2 separate regions of the Mus musculus genome follow, and region 2 is linked to region 1. A link is a contact called in public capture Hi-C data. All regions are on one chromosome and are shown on one strand. The core of a region is the stretch at or near the end of the contact, and the rest is flanking DNA. Distances in the headings are between cores, read along the strand shown. Region 1 holds the start of Nab1 (Ngfi-A binding protein 1). Region 2 holds the start of 1700019D03Rik (RIKEN cDNA 1700019D03 gene).

The links. Capture Hi-C pulls out chosen DNA fragments and counts their contacts.
Region 2: a capture Hi-C map of macrophages shows a contact between it and region 1, with 4 times the contacts expected there. The contact joins the promoter of 1700019D03Rik here to the promoter of Nab1 in region 1. A contact is called at or near these places in 5 of 39 promoter capture datasets (the HPC-7 cell line, cranial neural crest, embryonic stem cells and 2 more), 2 of 484 Hi-C or Micro-C datasets (embryonic stem cells and large pre-B cells), 5 of 115 datasets of contacts at active chromatin or transcription factors (bone marrow-derived macrophages, embryonic stem cells and large pre-B cells) and 3 of 9 other capture datasets (adipose tissue, embryonic stem cells and macrophages).

Annotation. Positions count from the first base shown.
Region 1 is chr1:52,498,730-52,503,064 of GRCm38.p6, reverse strand. Nab1 (Ngfi-A binding protein 1) reads left to right here and starts at 2,617. Exons shown (of 8, transcript NM_008667.3): 1 at 2,617-2,855. It also overlaps the pseudogene Gm5976.
Region 2 is chr1:52,950,530-52,954,864 of GRCm38.p6, reverse strand. It overlaps 1700019D03Rik (RIKEN cDNA 1700019D03 gene), which reads left to right and starts at 2,025. Exons shown (of 2, transcript NM_144953.3): 1 at 2,025-2,250.

The DNA of each region.
Region 1 (4,335 bases), core at 1,368-3,867:
TCTTGAATACCATCAATAAAGTTCACTGCACACACACACACACCCCAAAAAAGAGAAATGTTCAGGTATCCTTAAGGCTCTTTCTGGAATGTGGGATGAGACAGGAACCTCCCATTTTAAAGAATTTTAGTTCTATTTCACTGTGACATGGATTCAAGGGAGTGCCAAGTTGATAGTTGTGTTGATAGTCCATGAATCTATTAATATAGGAAATAAAGAATTGAAGAGAAACAGATCATGTTCCTTAGCTTTTAGGCTTTCTTTTGATCTTTTATTTTTGCTGTTTTATAGAAAAGTTCTGGGAACAGAACCATGGTTTAAACTGTGGTTTAACCACGGTTATTTGTGTCCTCAGAACTTAACTTTGGTATTTAATTAACACTTAACAAGACGTACTGGAGAAAATGAGTAATTTAAGCATACAGGTATTTATGGTAAAATCAAACCAGAAGAAACAAAGCTACTGCAGGGTTCTTTTTAACAAAAGATATCCAAATGGTCTCAAGAAGAACCATTTGTGTTGCCACGTTCTCTTAGAACTGCCTGGGACTGCCTCCAAGAAATTCTAAAACGGTCTAATCTCTCCCAGAGGGCCTTCAGAGAACAACCCCACTCCATAATTGTTACCTTACAGAATGTATCCCTTCTCCTCCCACTAAGGCACCAAGGAGCTAGAAGACCTCCACTCTGAGAGCAGGGAGGTGGAGTTTAGGAATGGGAAGGACGGCATGCACAGAATCAATGCTTTCTCCTCCAACTTGTCTCACATACAGGTGAACATCTCAGGCCTGTCGAACAGTCCTGTTGACTACAGTGTGCCCATAAAGAACCTGATGCCTAAAAGCTTAAAATTTTTTTCTTTCATTTTCTTTCCTCCCACCACCTCTCCCAGAAACCATAGGGCATTTAAGCAAAGCATAGTGGGCCCAGAATGCCATTCTTAATGTGGGAAGAACACACTATCTAATGTGCCCAGAACATAAACAAGGAAGGACTTGAGTGGTTAACTGTAAAAAGGATCAGCCCCAGACACATTTCCTTGTCGGTATAGCCTTCAGCAGGGCAGAAGCACGCCCTACCGGAGCACAGCATGCAATTTGGACTCAATTCTGGAGAACGCTGTGCAGTGCAGGTGAGCTCACCAAGTTGACTAATCACTAACTGCGTGGCATAAAGCTACACGCACCCCTCCCCCTAGGCTTTTCAGAAGCAACAATGTTTGCAAACCATCAGAGTTCCCAGTGAAGAATTAGAAGAATTTTGCGGATTTCATTGCTCGACTACCCATTAACCTCTACCTTTCCACACCGGCCAAGAAATTGTCTCAGTAGCCCTGACTGTACTACAACCACCCAAATTAAATTCCTCTTCGCTGAGCAGGAGCATAAACACTGACAATTGGAGTGGCAGGGAGACACTTGTAGCTGTTATTTCTTCTGAAGAATTTGAGGAACTAAGAATAATTATTTAAAATACCAACTATTCTAGACAGGCTTGTCACTAACAGGGAAGATATTTCAGCTTAAATGTATACTTAACCATGTAACTATATGTTTATATATTTATGCATTTAAGTACATATCTATTCCATTGACATCACTCATTTGTAGAACATGTTTTTACAAAAAGAAAAAATGGTTTATTTAATAAGGTCTTTTTCTTTCAATATTATCATCCCACCCATTGTTGCAACATAAAGATGTGGTTTAAAGAATTTCTCTTCTCAAAGAATGCCTTGTATCCCCTTCAACCAAGTAGGCACACTCTGGGAGGCCAGCCAGGAAGTGGGAACGGCCTCCTATATAAAACTGGATTTTTATATGTACATTAAAACAGGATTCTACCTGTATTGCAGTAAGAGCACACCATTAAAACTTGAATTCTTTTCTTTGAAACCCCCTCCCCAAGGAAGGCAAAAATAGATTTAATTTTTTTCCCCTTAAAATTTTGGCAATAGCTTTAGCTTTTGAGGTGCTGTAACACTTTCTTTGGCTAGAAAAGTTTATGCAAACCAAGCTCAAAATGTCTACACCTTGCCTTAAGAACTCTATTTTGACACGCTCAAGACAGCACCAGGAGTGTGTCATTTGCCTACAGGAAGACAACAGAGAATGGCCTGTAAAGTAACACAAGGTTTCCAGACATGAAAAGGGTGTCATTAAGCCACCAGGCCAGAGTTTCCCTTTCCTCCCTCCTCAAACCAGGCCTGGGCGAGGGTGGGGACAGGGTGGAGTGGGCGAGGAGGGACAGGTCCGCACCGCACCTGCGGTTCTGTACCCCCCCCACCCCCTCCCTCCTGGGCGGGCCCGGTGCGGGGCTTGGCAGGCAGCGCTGTCCGCGGATCCACGGAAGCCTCCTCCTCCTCCGACCCGCGCGCGCGCCCCCACCCGCGCGCTCCCAGCTGCCGTGGGAATGGGCCACCCCCGGGACCGCGCCGAGCCTCAGCCCCGCCGGCCCCCACCCCCGCCCCGCGGCCGCCCACGCCGGGATCTGCGTCACTCGGCCGCGCGTGGGCGGGAGCCGGAGCGGCGAATGGAGCAAGAGCGGAATCTCCCGATGTGACAGCGCGCGGGGCGGGGCGGGGGCGGCGGAGGTGGCGGGGGAGGGAGAGGGAGAGGCCGAGGGAGGGGCGGCGGGAGAGGCCTAGGGAGGGCGCCCGGGGCCGCCGCCGCCCGCCTCCGCCCGAGCCTCCGCCCGCGCGACCGAGCGAGCGCCGTCGGGGCGGGCGGGGGACGGAGCGCGCGCCCACCGCGTCCCTGCCCCCCTCGATGGGCGCGGGGGCGTCCCGGCCGCCGCAGCCGCCGCAGGAGCCCGGCAGAGCCGTCGTCGCGGAGCGCGCCGCAGCTGCGGGCCGCGTAGGTACCGGGAGGGCCTCGAGATGGAGCGGGGGGCGCGGACGCGTGGCTCGGCGGGGCCGTCGCGTCCTGCCGGGCGGGGGGCGCGGGCTGTGCGGGGAGGACGCGCTCGCGGGCCCGCGTGGGGTGCCAGCTCCGGGGCGACCAGGGACTTCCGAAAAGTGCCGCTGAGTCTCCGCTTTCTTCCTGTTATCCGCCCCTTCCTACTGTAGTTGTGTTTTCAGAGCGGAAGGAGAGTTTTGCTTGGAAGTGGCTTTCAGAAACTTGGCACCCAGGTGCAGGGAAGCGGGAGTCGCCGAGCCTTTGAGGCTGAGTGGGGAATGTGCAGACACGTGTAGGACAGAGAAGCTTTGGACGCAGGTGTGTGACCTTACGGGGACAGACACCGAAGTACGGTCAACCCGGGAGATCTGCAAGGAATCTCCTGGGTAGAGCTGGAATTTGCGTCTGTAGGTTGAGCTGACCAAGTTTTGCAGCGGGCGACCAGCGGGAACCGTGCCCTGGCTCAGGGAGGCTTGGGAAATTTTGGATTGCCTGCTAATTTACAATTTGATCCGAAAGAGCTGGTTTGGAGTAAGTTGTCACTACCGATTGGTTTGCCAGTGACGTGCCTGCCAACTTTACGGAGTGCAAAGATCAGAATCTCTAAGGAGATTCTAAGATCTCGTATAAAAATATTTTGGCAGTTTTAATAGTTAATATTAGATTGCATAGGAGCAGAGGAACCGAATTTAAAATAAGATTAGTCACATCCGAAATGGTTCGCTGTTTTGTACACGCAGCGAATTACCCTTTTTAAATATTCACTTTTTGAAAAATCTTTCTTTGTACAATATATGTTATGACATTTATAATTCATCTGCCGGTTTTAAGAAGAGATACTGGAGAGAGGATGTATAGGGTCCATTGTATCGGATAGCCGACCAGGGTGGAGGCTATCTTCCTGAGATTCAAAGAGCTGCTTCACACCCAGCTTCTGTGCCAGCACAAGTGACTTGGATTGAAGGTTTCTTCCTCCAGCTTGCATCTTTTGAGACATTTAATTCTGTTCTTTCAGTAAGCTCAAGCAGATAAATAAGTATGCTGTTGAGAATTTGTAGATAGGCAGTGCAGTCAGCCTTCTTCATCTCTGTTTCCAGTTTAGATACTGGAACATTACATCTTGAAAGAAAATAATTTCAAGAAGTGCTAGGGAGATAATTTGTTTCTTTCTTTCTTTCTTTCTTTTCTTTTTCTTTTTTTTTTTTTTTTTTTTTTTTTTTTTTGACTTGACCATCTTATGCTTAGCCTGCCATTCCACTACTGAGCATGCTTTTTCTCTCCTGAGGCCCAGTCTCCTGTTGTGTGGGACTGTATTAGTGACAGCATGGGGCACTGGAAATTTTACTTCATTCTGTCCTTTAGTTGTGAATATATTTCAGATGACAAATTCTTAAGATTCATCTAGATGATACAGAAAATTTTAGTGAGCTATTATGCC
Region 2 (4,335 bases), core at 776-3,275, 450 kb before region 1:
GAATTGAGATCCTGAGCACCCATGTAAAACCCCAGGTGTCACAGTGTGCCTGTACCTCAGTGCTGGGAAGAGGAAGTCAGAAGCCCAGGGGCTTGCTGGCAAGTCAGTCTAGCCACATTCACCAGCCCCAGGTTCAGTGAAAGACCCTTTGTCACAATAGGAGGAGAGTAATAGAATAAAACATCTGACATGGACTTTTGGCCTCCACCTGCAGTCACGGGCACACACCCACACACACAGGCATGTACACACACATACTCTCCAACACACACTCACATAAAGAAAGTAATATGCTTGTGTCTGGAGTTCCATTATGACGGAAGCCAGAGACTAACATTTTCTTCTCTGCCCTGCTAACTAGGATGGATAGCTACAAATTTCTTCTCTCCCAGAGCCCATCAAGGCCTAACACTTGTCACTCAGGATTGGGCTAGAGATCACTTAAAATAATAGCAACATCGGTTGACTGAACTGAGAAAGATAAAAGCAAGCAAATAACATTGCATTTAATCATAATTATTTAGCACAGTGTGCTTGAAATGTATGTGAATGCATGCTCCATTTAGATATAATCAACTTTGTACACTGCAATAGTTGCTTATCAAACAAATCAATTTAATATTCATATTCTGTTTGTCTGGTGCCATTAATCACACTAAATGAAAAAATTGATATGTTTGAGGCACAATATTTTCAGGTCAAAGTTACCTTAGCTGATTTGCACAGAACTAAACTAAAATGCTGGATTCACTTAAAGCTGAGCTAGGTCTGGAGGGACTTCTTAGATCCTTTGCTCTCTGAGTTAATTTTTTACTGAAATGGACCTCCAAAAGGCCCTGTTTATGTTAGCCTATAGGCTTCAGGCTTTTCTTTAGGAGTGGGGAGAGAGGAAAGTGCTGAAGTGTGTGTGTGTGTGTGTGTGTGTGTGTGTGTGCCCTTGGGTAGCATCTTCAACTGCTCTGGACCTAATTTACTTGAGTCAGGGTCCTTCATGAAACCTGAAGGTTGCCCCTTTGGCTGTGGGTTCTCAGGAATCCACTCATCTCTGCATCCCCGCCCCCCCCTCCCCCCAATCCTAAGGCTGGGCTCAGCCTAAGCATCTGCATCTGTAAAGCAAGGAACTGAGAGAGTTCTGCTGAGGTCCCTTGGGGCATGAATTTTGCATTGACAATCCATTGTAGGACAGGATGGAATAATGGTTCTTTTGTCATTCTCTTGGGGCGGTTACTGACGATGGGAATCACACAGACAGATGCAGGCATCTCATGGAATGAGGTCTAACTGAATAATGGCTATGTTTTGAGGCGCTTGTTTCCTTAAAGGGTAAGAATATGATCTTTCTTGATGTTTTGTTTTGAGAAACAAGCGTTTCGATATTTGGGTACTCGGGGATAGAAAAGTGCAATACTGGACGCATTTTTAAATTTAGAAGTGCTTGGTGCACTTCCGAGTGCACTGGGGCAAAGTACTTAGGTCTGGTGGTGTCTTAGGGTAGAGCTGCGAGGCGTGGCGTTGGGATCAAAACAGGTTTGACTGCTAAACTGGCACTGGAGCAGCGCAGCCTTCAGGGGAGGGCCCCGGGGCAGGTGACAGGAGATCACCTGCGGGGCTGGCGCCACGCTGCAGCACCGGACGAGCCGCGCCTGCTCCCACGTGGACAGAGATCAGGTGATGTCTCAGTCCAGGTGGCTCTGGGGATGTGGGGCAGGAGAGGGAGATACAAGCTCACTTAGCTTTCATACTTGGTGGTCTGGATCTTGCTGGGGAGGTGGAGCCGTGTGTGAATAGGTTGCCGGGTGGGAGTGCGAGCTGTGGCCCAGCACTTCGGATCCCTTTGGTTGTGCTTGGAACCCAATGCTGTTGGGCAGGGGTAGCCCCTGGCGGTGCCAACACTGAGGGTTGTGCTCCGTAGCCGCGGGTCCCTTGGCTCCACTTTCAGGGAGCGAGCCGCGAACTCGTGAGCAGTTCTGGGAGGAGGGGGGTGGATTAGGAGGGGTGCAGGGGGAGGAGCCGGGACCACTGCCGAAGGACGTCCGCCCTACTCCAGGGGAGACGTTGTCTCTGCTGCCCGGCCATGCCGCACCTTTTCAGGCTTCGGCTCCCTTCCTGAGGCCCCGCCCTGGGGGGCAGCACCCACCCTGGGAGCCCGGGCTGCGGCCAGGGGCATGAGAACAGCCAAGCGCCCGCGCCTCCTCGGCCGAGGCCGCGCAGACTTGCGATGGCGGTGCAGCTGGCCCGCTGCAGTGTAGGGTAAGTGAACATCTGGAAGGTGGGTGTCCTGCTCCGATGCTGTGACCTTTTGACTTTCCAACCCAGGAAAGCCGGAGTTGCAGTAGTTAATTTTATCTAACATTTCACAGCCAGCTGTCCTGGACACAACCTCACATCCTAGGTTCCTTAATTGAGCCTTTAGCTCCATCTTCTGATCTTGTTCCGAGCCCACAAACTAAAGTATTTCATTGCTCATTGCAAGATGCAGGTTCATCCTCCTCCCCACCTGAAGAATGAATGGAGGTTTTCCGGTAAGGACACTACATGCACAAGTCAAGCTGTCAGGCTTGTGCTGAGTGGCACATGATTAGCAGAGTGTCTGTACTCTTGGAAGCTGTGGGAGGCTGAATCCTGAGGGGAAATGATGCAAATGAAAGAGAAATGAAAGAATAGACAGTGGGAGCCCAGCTACCAGAGAAAGCTCCAGACGCAGTCCAGTCGTTTCTCTTCTATTGCTGTTTTGACCCCTCCCCCATCTTTTACTGAAGGTAACAAAACAACATAAACTAGTGGGTAAACTGTCCACCTCTTTTTAAAGATCCGTCACTGCCCGTATATATGAGATGGAGATTTTTGGCAAAATTTCAGGGGGATAATATAGCTAAGCACGAGTCAAGAAAATCCGTTTTTCCTTTGAAAGGGGTTTTATTTCCTGACACAGCTATCTTGTATGTATGGATGGGAAATGGTATTAAGTATAGCAGAAAGGTTCTGGGAAAAATAGTAACTTCATATTTACTCTTTTCTTTCTTTTTTTCTTTTTGCTGTGTAAGAAAAATAACTGTAGGTACATTATGAGATAATAAGGGTACTTTAAACTGTGGTCTGCCCTCAGGCAATTTCAGTATGCTGTCCACACAGCACTGCTGCCAGAAGCCAGGTTCTGATTGGCCACTTCAGTGTGAGGAACTCAGTGTTTGGAGTTATATCCTGCTCCTGTCAGAAAAGCCGTGTTTACACTGAGCTGACTTCTGCTTGTGTCTCCTCAGTCCTGCCCCAGCCAACAACCTTTCAACTTCCAAGATTACATTCAGGATGTCTACTTCTCTTTGAAAAGAAAGTCTAAAACTTTAAATTTGGAGCTCACTCCCTAAAAAAAAGTAAAGAAAAGAAAAAGAAAGAAAGCAGAGAAGACAGTAGAGAAAGGAAAGATGTGTGGTGATAGAGTTTCTGTCTGCTTTAGCTGGCTGCTGTAAGGATGAAACTGTTAACCCACACAGTGCATACAGGTGCTCGGGAGACAGAATGTTTTACTTTTCTTTAATGAGTAACCAAACTCGAGTTAAACACATCAGCTTATCCTGAAACCATCAAGCAAATACTCTGAGCTTGACTAAAAACTCATACGTCCCTGTTGTTGTCAAGCTGACTTTCTTCCTCTTTAATCTGTGCAGCTTGGTGGTTTTGAGGGGGAACGCTTTCTCTCTTGGTTTATATTACTTTAAACCTCTAACTTCCACTTTAATGCATCCATCCCAGCTTTGATTCTGACATTCATTGTGTCAATTCTACACATCTGAGGAATTTGCTTGAAGTTCAAGTCAATGCAATGCACAGGGCAGGCTTTTATGTTGAAGGTTGCACAGTTAGAAGCCGGTGGCACAGCAGAGATGGTTCCAGGATTTTGAAGTCTGGTACTTATTATTCCTTTTCCAAAAATGAGGTTAATGCCATCCACTTTCAGGGTGAGTGCTGAAATTCAAAGTACTGAAAAAGCCAATCACAAGAGTGGCCGGAGATCTAGTTGGTCTCTAGCAGATATTGCTCGAATTAGTGAGCCGGATAAATTCTACACTTACACTGTTCTAGTTCATAGACTGGACTTTTTGAAAAGGTTTCATGAAAGGGAAGTTTAATCAAGTGCCTTGCTAAAAACAAACAGACTCTTAAGTTTTACCTGTGATTGACCAGAGTAACCAATCACTTCCAATTCTAGAAATACAGACCACTACCCCTGCCCAAGTGTTGCCTGCTCAAGTCTTTAATTTTACCAGAGATTGATATCAAACTGGTCTATAAAGCTTAGGAATTCTAATTCACTTTCTCCTGTTGGTTTTTTTTTTG